Linked DNA regions of Oryctolagus cuniculus: region 1 is linked to region 2. Evidence: chromatin contacts called from public Micro-C data. All regions are on one chromosome and are shown on one strand. Each heading gives the region's core, a stretch centred on a gene start, on an enhancer-like site or on the middle of the called end of the contact. The rest is flanking DNA. Distances are from core to core; before and after follow the strand shown. Region 1 holds the start of C5H6orf120 (chromosome 5 C6orf120 homolog). Region 2 holds the start of TBP (TATA-box binding protein).

Region 1 (5,643 bases), core at 138-2,637, 590 kb before region 2:
GACGACGCAGGAGAGCGGCTCCGATGCTGGCGACTCTGGACACAACTGCACCAGTGCCGGCTGGACGCTGACTGAGGACACAACTGCACCAGTGCCGGCTGGACGCTGACTGAGGACACAACTGCACTAGTGCCGGCTGGACGCTGACTGAGGACACAACTGCACCAGTGCCGGCTGGACGCTGACTGAGGACACAACTGCACCAGTGCCGGCTGGACGCTGACTGAGGACACAACTGCACCAGTGCCGGCTGGACGCTGACTGAGGACACAACTGCACCAGTGCCGGCTGGACGCTGACTGAGGACACAACTGCACCAGTGCCGGCTGGACGCTGACTGAGGACACAACTGCACCAGTGCCGGCTGGACGCTGACTGAGGACACAACTGCACTAGTGCCGGCTGGACGCTGACTGAGGACACAACTGCACCAGTGCCGGCTGGACGCTGACTGAGGACACAACTGCACCAGTGCCGGCTGGACGCTGACTGAGGACACAACTGCACTAGTGCCGGCTGGACGCTGACTGAGGACACAACTGCACCAGTGCCGGCTGGACGCTGACTGAGGACACAACTGCACCAGTGCCGGCTGGACGCTGACTGAGGACACAACTGCACCAGTGCCGGCTGGACGCTGACTGAGGACACAACTGCACCAGTGCCGGCTGGACGCTGACTGAGGACACAACTGCACCAGTGCCGGCTGGACGCTGACTGAGGACACAACTGCACTAGTGCCGGCTGGACGCTGACTGAGGACACAACTGCACCAGTGCCGGCTGGACGCTGACTGAGGACACAACTGCACTAGTGCCGGCTGGACGCTGACTGAGGACACAACTGCACCAGTGCCGGCTGGACGCTGACTGAGGACACAACTGCACCAGTGCCGGCTGGACGCTGACTGAGGACACAACTGCTAGTGACGCTGGTGACGGCGGCGAGGGAACACAACCAGATCATGCCCAGTTTTTCCACAGCCTCAGCCTTCCGCCAAAATTATTAAATTTCTGAAAACTTAGAGCAAAAACTGCGCCCTTTTCCAGGAACGAGCGGAGACTGCAGACGCTCAGTTCGCAAGCCACTGAGTGTCCGCGAGAGGCCCAGCACGGAGGCCTGTGAGCGCCGCGACCTCCCGCACCGCGACCCGCGGACACCGACGGCCGCGAACCCCGGCTCGGCGCGGCTCCTCCTCCGCGCGGCGCCCACGCACTCCACACACCTCGGCCTTCGCCGCAGGGACGAAGCGGCCCGCCCGGCCCACCGCAGGGCTCGCAGAGGGCGCTCCTTGCCAGGCGCATCTCCCGAGGCCCCGCCTGCCGCTCCCTGCGCTCCGCCCCCGACGCGTCGCTATGGTTGCGAGCCCACGCGCGCCCCAGCCATTCTCGCGAGAGCAGAGTGCGCGGCGCGTCTTACACCTCACTTCCGGGAGCTCCACATCCGGCGCGGCCTGTGTCCCGCCTCCTCGGGTGCGGCGGGGCCGCGGTCCGGATGTGGCGGGGCCGGAGCGGCGGCCCGCGGGGAGCGGCGGTGAGTTGGGGGTGCACGGGAGCCTGCCTGGCCGGGGGGTACCCCGCGTGTGGGGCCGGCCGACTTCTCCCACCCCTCTGGCCTCTCTCTTCCCCTCTGCCCGTCTGGGGACGGGGCGCGGCGGGGCGGGGCGGCCTCACACCTCCCGGATTATTACCCAGAGCCCGCCCCACGCTGCCCTGCGCGGGCCCCACACCTCCCGGATTATTACCCCAGAGCCCGCCCCACACTGCCCTGCGCGGGCCCCGCATCTCCAGGATTGTTACCCAGAGCCCGCCCCGCGCTGCCCTGCGCGGGCCTCACACCTCCCGATTATTACCCAGAGCCCGCCCCACACTGCCCTGCGCGGGCCCCGCATCTCCAGGATTATTACCCAGAGCCCGCCCCACGCTGCCCTGCGCGGGCCCCACACCTCCCGGATTATTACCCAGAGCCCGCCCCACACTGCCCTGCGCGGGCCCCACACCTCCCGATTATTACTCAGAGCCCGCCCCACACTGCCCTGCGCGGGCCCCACACCTCCCGATTATTACCCAGAGCCCGCCCCACACTGCCCTGCGCGGGCCCCACACCTCCCGATTATTACCCAGAGCCCGCCCCACGCTGCCCTGTGTGGGCCCCACACCTCCCGATTATTACCCAGAGCCCGCCCCACGCTGCCCTGCGCGGGCCCCGCATCTCCAGGATTATTACCCAGAGCCCGCCCCATGCTGCCCTGTGTGGGCCCCACACCTCCCGGATTATTACCCAGAGCCCGCCCCACACTGCCCTGCGCGGGCCCCACACCTCCCGGATTATTACCCAGAGCCCGCCCCACACTGCCCTGCGCGGGCCCCACACCTCCCGATTATTACTCAGAGCCCGCCCCACACTGCCCTGCGCGGGCCCCACACCTCCCGATTATTACCCAGAGCCCGCCCCACACTGCCCTGCGCGGGCCCCACACCTCCCGATTATTACCCAGAGCCCGCCCCACGCTGCCCTGTGTGGGCCCCACACCTCCCGATTATTACCCAGAGCCCGCCCCACGCTGCCCTGCGCGGGCCCCGCATCTCCAGGATTATTACCCAGAGCCCGCCCCATGCTGCCCTGTGTGGGCCCCACACCTCCCGGATTATTACCCAGAGCCCGCCCCATGCTGCCCTGTGTGGGCCCCACACTTCCCGGATTATTACTCAGAGCCCGCCCCACGCTGCCCTGTGCGGGCCCCGCATCTCCAGGATTATTACTCAGAGCCCGCCCCACGCTGCCCTGCGCAGGCCCCACACTTCCCGGATTATTACTCAGAGCCCGCCCCACGCTGCCCTGCGCGGGCCCCGCATCTCCAGGATTATTACCCAGAGCCCGCCCCACACTGCCCTGTGTGGGCCCCACACCTCCCGGATTATTACCCAGAGCCCGCCCCACGCTGCCCTGCGCGGGCCTCACACCTCCCGGATTATTACCCAGAGCCCGCCCCACGCTGCCCTGTGCGGGCCCACATCTCCAGGATTATTACCCAGAGCCCACCCCACACTGCCCTGCGCGGGCCCCACACCTCCCGGATTATTACCCCAGAACCCGCCCCACACTGCCCTGCGCGGGCCCCACACCTCCCGATTATTACTCAGAGCCCGCCCCACGCTGCCCTGTGTGGGCCTCACACCTCCCGGATTATTACCCAGAGCCCACCCCACACTGCCCTGCGCGGGCCCCGCACCTCCAGGATTGTTACCCAGAGCCCGCCCCACGCTGCCCTGCACCTCCAGGATTGTTACCCAGAGCCCGCCCCGCGCTGCCCTGCAGCGCCTTGGGGCGAGGTGACTAACCTGGTCACTGCCCCAGAGCCGCCCCGCGCCCGTCTTTGGGCGAGCGGGCCCCCCACCTCCCCCGGCCTCGTGGGGAGCCTGGATGCTGTTGGCCAGCTTGACGCGGACGCTGGCGGCTTCCCTCGGCCTCGGTGCCCCCGAGGGGCCGAGGGTGACTCTTGGTCTCGCCGGCAGGACGTGCCCCCATGAGGACATCCCCAAGCTGGGCGCCGCCCGTGATGGCCGCTCCCCGGAGGGCCGCTCCCTGGAGGAGCGCGCTCCTGATGCTGCTGGCCGCCCAAGCCCTGGCCTCCGTGGGCTGCTCGGAGGAGGAGGCGATCCCCGAAGAGTGGGTGCTGCTGCATGTCGTCCAGGGCCAGGTGGGCGCCGGGAATTACAGCTACTTGAGGCTGAACCACGAGGGGAAGGTCATTCTCAGGATGCGGAGCTTCAGAGGGGACGCAGACCTGTACGTCTCCGACAGCACCCTCCACCCGAGTTTCGACGACTACGAGCTGCAGTCGGTCACCTGCGGCCAGGACACTGTTTGGATACCGGCCCATTTCCAGCGGCCCGTGGGAATAGGCATCTACGGACACCCGTCCCACCACGAGAGCGAGTTTGAGATGAAAGTGTATTACGACAGGACCGTGGAGCAGTACCCGTTCGGTGAGGCCGCCTACTCGGACGGGGCCGAGCCCGGCCAGAAGCCCCCCTATGCTCCCGAAGACACGCCCCAGGAGGAGGAGTCCGTCCTCTGGACGATAGTAATCAGCATCCTGAAGCTGGTACTGGAGATCCTTTTCTGACTCACTCGTAACCGTGCGGTTGGCTGCACTTTGTTGTGAACCTATTACTTTCATCCGGTCGAAAGCCTGGTTACCTTTTCCAGTGAAGGGATGGAAAAACTAAAGCCATACAGAGTTCTGTTACCTCAGTTACCCGAAAACAAGGAAAGCAGCGAGCACAATCATTTGTTTAAAACACCAGAATTCCTATAAAAGGAATACACTCAATAAACTCCATTTTGATTAGTTTGTCGAGTGATTAAACAGAGAGAACTCCAGTAACTTAGGGTTTATATAAAGTAGTGCGAAATTCCATGCAGCTACACAGATTTAGACTGGAAAGCTGATTAACTAGAATTTTACTCCACAGGTTCTAAATGAAGTTTACTGTGTAGGTTTCTGAGCATTACTAAAATCAAAGTCAGAAAGATAATGCTTTATTTACACTTCCCTGAATGAAGACGAATGCTCCAAGCCTGTGGCCCGAGTAGCACTAAAACAGTATGTCCAACATGATTTCCTGGCAGGCAGGCTGCACCAGTTAACTTCAGTACCCAGCCACATCAACTTAGTGTAGGCCATTTGTCATTTTATCATCTTGGGCTATTAAAGTTCTTCAGTTATGAAATGACTCTACCTATGGTAGGCCAGAAACAATACAAGATTAGGAAAACTTCATGAAAATAAATGTTTCTCAAGCTAATGGAGAAATAGTTAAGTAGTCTAAATTAAATTGCTCTATTTTGCAACTTAGTTTCTCGAGAGAGCCAAAGTACTGAGATAAATCTTTTGGAAGATGAATTATTTTTCTACCTGGAATTACTTTCAAGAGTAAGAGCAACTTATAATAAAGTAAATCAGCTTGCAGATTTCAAGCTCACAGTTAATTTCAAAAACTTTTATTGGCATAAAAATGAAAATGTAAATAAACTGGCACCAAATATTCCACTTAAATGGATATACAGTGTGACAAAAAAACTATTTTATCCCTCTTTGCTGTTTTTACCCCTTCTGCCCACTTTCCTGGGTGTTGGGGGGGCTCGCTGACAACAGTCACAAATCCAGCGACCTAGGAAAAAAATTAGTTAATATATGATCAAATTTTATTTTTACAGGATAAAGATCTCCTTCCGTAACTCTCACTAATCATATTCTATGCATTTTCAGTGGGAAGGGCACTAATAGTTCCTTAAGGAAAAAAAAATTTAAACTTCTTTTGAAGTTAATCTTGTAATCAGTGCTATGCAAGGGAGGGATACGTAATGCTACAGAATGACATGAACCTTTAAAAAACTAATAGAATCCCTCCCCAAATCCAAACACTATCAAAATTTAAAATTTCAGTAATATAAAGCCTAAAATAAAACCTGTTACTGAATTTGGCTTTTTTAAATCTTTTCTCCCTGCTGCCATAAAGACCTGGCATATTATGCTGGCACTGCACAGGAGTGAACTACACTGTATACTTGATCTGAATCACGACACAACTCTGTGTACGTTGCTCACTTCTTGATACCCAGGAAACAGTTCTACAC
Region 2 (5,605 bases), core at 683-3,182:
CCGCGCGACCCCGACAGACGACCGAAGCCGGCCTCGCCTTTCCCGCCGCGACCCCAGACAAGAAGCCCGAGCACAGATGAGAAGGCCGAAGCGTGACCGCGGCGGCTCGCCGGGGCTTTTACCCTCCGTTGAAGGCGTAAGGCGAAAAGCGCCGCTGCACCGGGCCCGCGACACTGTGCACGTCCATCCCCAGGTCTCGGCCGGGACCCGAGTACATGGCTGGAGAGCTCAACATCTCCGCGCGGCCGCAGCTCCTCCGGGCTCCTGCTGTCTCACGACAAGATGGCGGTCCAAACCGGAAGTGACGCCACTTCCGGCCTCCCGCAGCGCCCTCCGGGCCACTCTAGCTTACACTCGTCGTTGGTCCTGGAGATCGGTTCGCAGGACGCGTGTGCTGCCACGTTCCCCGAGAAAGCTGACGGAGTGTGAAGACGGGTGTATATTTTCCTAAGGAAACGTTCGAAGTCACTTCCAAGTCTGACCGTACCAAAACACTGGGCAGTCTGTGGAGCCACGAACACTTGAATGCCCTTGGGGAGCGACTTGAAAATGGAGGAGCCGCGTCCTGGGGGGAAGGGATGGGATTCCAAGAGAAGCTTACTTCTTGGGATCCGCGGACAGGTTTCCCGGCGGCATCTCCCACGCCAGTGACACGCACAGGGACGTTCCCATACTTCTTGGGATCCGCGGACAGGTTTCCCGGCGGCATCTCCCACGCCAGTGACACGCACAGGGACGTTCCCATACTTCTTGGGATCCGCGGACAGGTTTCCCGGCGGCATCTCCCACGCCAGTGACACGCACAGGGACGTTCCCATAGCCTGGCTCTCAGTGGCCCCAAACTGGAAGCAATGAATGTCACCTCGGCAGGATGAGCAGAGGACCCGAGTGGGGTCACAGGGAGCCAACTGCAAGCAGTGGCAGGTGCGGAGCAGATCCTCCACGCAGGAGGACGCTGAGCAGGACGCAGACTTCACACCGAGGGGTGGCAGGGTGTCCTGCCGGCAGTAGTCACTTGACACAACTGTTTGTTAATTGGGCAAGTCTTTATGCACTTTCTTATTTGTTCCATTATAAATGCGAGCAAGCAAGCGATTGGCTAACCAGTTTGGCTAACTTCTGGTCACATCCAATTCTGGAACCAGAGAAGACTTTTTAAAGGGCTTGTGTAAAACTCTCCCGTGCTTTGCTGCAAAGGAGAACAAGGCCAGAGATGGCCTTTGTCTTCGACAAAGTCCAGTATTGTACTCGCTCTGGTCTCCGTAGGTCAACGCACTGCCAGGCACTGTCCTGGATTCCGGAGCTCAGGACCTCACTGGTAGCACAAACTGCCCCCGTGGTCGCGTCCAAGTGACCACAGAAGGAAGCGGCCGGGAAGACCACGACGGCCGCGTGGCGACAGTGCGAAGCCTGCTAAGACGGCCCCAGCGGAATGAAAGCCCCGACGAATCCGCAACCCGGTGCCCCGCGTGCTGCGGAGCGGCCCACACCCGCGGCGAGGAGCACGCGCGCACCGCCCACGCGGTTACTTCCTGGGCCCCGCGGCCGCTCTACGACGCCGTCGCCCGGGGACGCCGGGCGTCACTCCCGCGGCTGGGTCCTCGCCACCCACGCGGGACACTGGCCTGGCCAGGGCTTTCTGGGCACTAGGAGGGGACTCCTCCGCGTCTGTGTCTACCTTTCAAAATAAAAAGAAATGTCAAAGAGAAAACAAGTTTAGACTAGAAAGAACTCATCCTAAAATAAAAAGACCCCGAGGCAAATGTTAACTTGCCAAGGTTACACCTCTAGTTGGTTTAAAAAACTTTTTTCAATTATTAACTTTCCTTACTTCCAGAAAGCACCAATTAGAAAAGGCTATGGAGAGGAGGCCCCGCCCCGGAACTCCGACGAGCTCCGCCCCTCATTTCCCTTGAGCCCAGCGCCCAGGAGAAACCGGAAGGATCCCGCGCCCACACTTACCATGGCCGCGCCTTCAGCGCGTGCAGCCTGCTGACGCCGCGGACAGAACTGGCGGAAGTGACATTATCAGCGCGCGCCTGGAGTTCGGTGGGGTCGGGTAGGGTTGCTGTGGCGGGGCCTGAGCAGCCTGCGGCTTAACTTCGCTTCCGCAGGCCCTTGATGATCTCTGCCGGCACCCAGGTACCTGGCCCTTTAACTCTCTCTCTTTTTCGAGGGCGCTGGCGGAGGCGGCCGCTGCAGCGAGGCCCAGGGGCGGTGGCGGGCGGAGACGCGGAATGGGCGCGCAGGCCCCGCGGGGACCGAGGTTCCTCTCGCTCGAGCCGCCGCCGCTCGGGCCTGTACCGGCCGTTCGGCCGCCGCTCCATCCCGGTGCGCGGCTGTGCTGTGGGTGGAAAACGGCTTCTCCCCGCACGAGGGTGGGGCAGACCCGGAGCCTGCGCCGCCTGGCTGGCACCCTCCGCCCATCCTCTCTGGCCGGTGCCCGCTGGCTTCGCTACCCGCAGGGGTCGGTTTTATTTTACAGTCGCGCGTGACACTTGCTAACGATTTGTGGAAGTCCGAGCTTTAGGCGCGGTGGACGTCCGAGGCAGACGCGCACCTCTGTCCTTAGACGGCCAGGGAGGCCCCTCGGGGAGAGGATCCCGCCTGGCTGCGTGTGCGGACGCGGGAGTAGACAGAGTTCATTGGATGACCTCAGGGGACACGCAGCCTGGTCTTGGGTTTCCGGAAGATGAAGACCTTGCACGCGAGCCTCTGTTGAAGGGAGAGTCAGTGCAGTAAGGCGCCTAACGCAGTTTCAGTATGCAGGGAGGGGAAGACGGTGAGCGCGTGGCCGGGAGTGAGAGGAGCGCTCGGAACAGGGGTCTGGAACAGCCTCGTCGCAGTTGGGTGCTGTGATCCTGCCCTCATCTCTTGCCGCAGCCGTGACAGTGACCCCGAAACTGGGCTTGCGGCCCTCGGCTTCACTGCCCCGATGTATCCCCACGCGTGCCAAGCTGGGGTGCTGGTGCTGCGCCTGCTGCCCGTGTGACCCCAAGTTGCTTGCTGCTGCGCGCTGCTCTCTCCATCCTTGTCTCTCGTTTAATTTCTCTGTTGCCAGAGCCGCTGATTCATGATTTCCTACTCACCTTGCCAGACCCAGGTTGCACGGTCCTTGCTTTGTGAAAACAGGCCCTCTCTGCGAGCACTCGCCTGTTAGTCCCGTCTTCTGTGGCGTACGTGCGTTCGTTCACCCATGAGCCACTACTAAAGGGCTCTCCAAGAAGTTCATGGAAAGCGTGTATCGTGAAAAATTATACACAGATTTCAAAATCGTTTGGACCAGACTAAACACATCTGTGATCCATTCTCTGTGTGTTCTTTGAAGTGCTGTTGTATGGGCAAGACCTGGTGCTGGGTACAGGTTACAGGCGTGCGTGCTGGTTTCTGAGATGAACTTCGCGGGTATCTGATTTTGTTACTAGTAGAGCAGTCGTTACGCAGTTGCACGTGGAACTACTTGATGCCGACAGTGTCCTCTTCGGCTGTACATCAACAGCACTTCTGTTACTACAGCAACGTCTAAAGAAAGTACAGTTTTCTTACATCTTTGGTACATTTCTTTTCAGAAGTTGAGCTTTTTGTGTGTGTCTGTTTTTCAGTGATGAGCATATAGGATAGACAGCTTTTGGGGCCCTTTGCCCTCTCAGAGTGATGATTCTTCCGTTCATCCAGCATGCATCTGAGTGCTTACTCTACCAGCACAACTTGAGGTGCACATGGGTCTTTGAACAACTTGACCCCTGAGACCTATGAGCGCTATGTTGGAATGAAAACCAATAATGGTAGCTAACATTGTTCTGTGTTTGTACTTGATGTTTTATTTTAACTCAGCCAGCCCACCCCCATGGTGCTCAGTCAGTTCTCACAGCCAGCACGTTGGAGTGAACTGTGCTGAAAAGTTTTTCACTAGTCGCTTGGTTCTTTCATCAGGAAGTAGTTTCAGGAGATGGTAGAAATGATTGAGAAAAGCCAGATATAGGCACAGTTTGTGGCTAATGTATTCTAAAGAGGTAAGATTGCTGTATTTATAAAAATATCTTATTTATCATTGTGTCTGCACAGCTTCTTTCACGCCAAACTATATTGGGTACAACTCAGTATTTATTGAGCTTTATGTCCAAGACATTACAGAGGCTATAAAATTGAGCAGCATATTTATACACCTGAACTTGGCCTTAGCACTGTGCTGTGTGTACCATGCCTCATAAATATTATGCCTTGATAGCACATTTTCCTTGGGAATTATCTAGGTGTGTTCCTCCAAAAGCTTTTTTTTTTTCATTTAAGATTTATTATATTTATTTGAAAGAATTAGAGAGAAAGAGATCTTCCATCTGCTGGTTCACTCCCCAAATGGCCGCCAGGAGCCAGGAGCTTCCTCTGTGTCTCCCACGTGGGTGCAGGGGCCAAAAGCCTTGGGCCATACGCTACTGCTTTCCCAGGCCATAGCAGAGAGCTAGATCAGAAGTAGAGCAGCTGAGATTTGAACCGGTGCCTATATGGGGTGCCGGCACCTGCATCACAGCGTCAGCCCCCTCCAAAAGCTTTTAACTCTGGGTATGACTCCTTGATTTTGAGCTTTATCAGACAGTTTAAACGTGTAAGAAGTTGTTTTTTGTTTGTTTGTTTGTTTTGCAGTTTTGGACCTAATCGTAGGAAACATGAAAAGAATAATGCTTTAGGATTGTAAAGTAAAAAGAAATGCATTCCCAAATAGCTTCACTGGTCTCCTTGTTTATGTTCTGTGTAGCACAAAACTGGCTTGTGAGACTGTGCATGTTAGCTGTATCCTCACATTAGACCTCCATCTCTTTCAGTGCAACATCACTGCTTCCTGGTGGCTGAGGATAACCCCGATAATTGAGGAGGTTGCTGAGTGTGTGTTGGGGATGATCAAAGAAGACTGAATGCTGACACGAGTTCCAGGTCAAGAGATTCTGGTTTGCTAAGAAGTGGACACAATGGACCAGAACAGCAGCCTGCCCCCGTATGCTCAGGGCTTGGCCTCCCCTCAGGTAATAGTGCTGGCCTGGGTGCCGGGAGCCTGGACCTCTTGGCTTCCAGGAATGTCATTACAGGGAAGGGAGGTCTGATATCGAAAGTGGTTTTGGTATGTTTTCTAAGCCCCCGATCCTGGGAGAGGTTCTGTTTGGCTTTGTTTAGGCGCAGTAGTGCTTTATTTGTGGAGTTTGGAAGCTAAATTATGTATTTGTCTAGAAAACATTCCTTGAAGAAATACTTTTGAGATTGTACAAATGAGTATAGGTTTTTAAATTTTGAAAGTCACTCTTGCCAAATTGCTTTTTATTTTTTCCCATTTGTGTTGAAAGTGCTAAATTTAATCTCTGAGGTATAACTTATATAGAGAGAAAACATCCATTTTAAGTGCATGCTTTAATTGTATACACCTGTGTAAATGACAGAGCATTTCAGTTACCCTAAAAAGTCCCTTCTGGCCCTTTCACAGTCACTCTCCTGCCTCACATAACTTATAAATTTGCTGTTTAATGCCAATGATTAGTTTTGCCATTTTGGAATTTCACGTGAATGGAAAGCAGTGTTTTTTCTGTTTTGTTTTTTAAAGATTCATTTATTTGAAAGA

Evidence for each region. A called contact is a pair of places that touch in the nucleus more often than the background predicts.
Region 1: a Micro-C map of ear pinna shows a contact between it and region 2, with 4 times the contacts expected there. The contact joins the promoter of C5H6orf120 here to the promoter of TBP in region 2. A contact is called at or near these places in 2 of 6 Hi-C or Micro-C datasets (ear pinna and an unstated tissue).

The regions. Positions count from the first base shown.
Region 1 is chr5:646,898-652,540 of mOryCun1.1, reverse strand. It overlaps C5H6orf120 (chromosome 5 C6orf120 homolog), which reads left to right and starts at 1,387. Exons shown (of 2, transcript XM_051828551.2): 1 at 1,387-1,533; 2 at 3,516-5,643. The coding sequence starts at 3,527. The coding sequence ends at 4,129. It overlaps WDR27 (WD repeat domain 27), which reads right to left and starts at 1,413. Exons shown (of 25, transcript XM_070074559.1): 1 at 1,226-1,413. It overlaps PHF10 (PHD finger protein 10), which reads right to left. Exons shown (of 13, transcript XR_011388909.1): 13 at 4,992-5,177.
Region 2 is chr5:54,211-59,815 of mOryCun1.1, reverse strand. TBP (TATA-box binding protein) reads left to right here and starts at 1,932. Exons shown (of 8, transcript XM_002723497.5): 1 at 1,932-2,142; 2 at 4,821-5,018. The coding sequence starts at 4,965. PSMB1 (proteasome 20S subunit beta 1) reads right to left here and starts at 339. Exons shown (of 6, transcript XM_002723498.5): 1 at 123-339. The coding sequence starts at 235.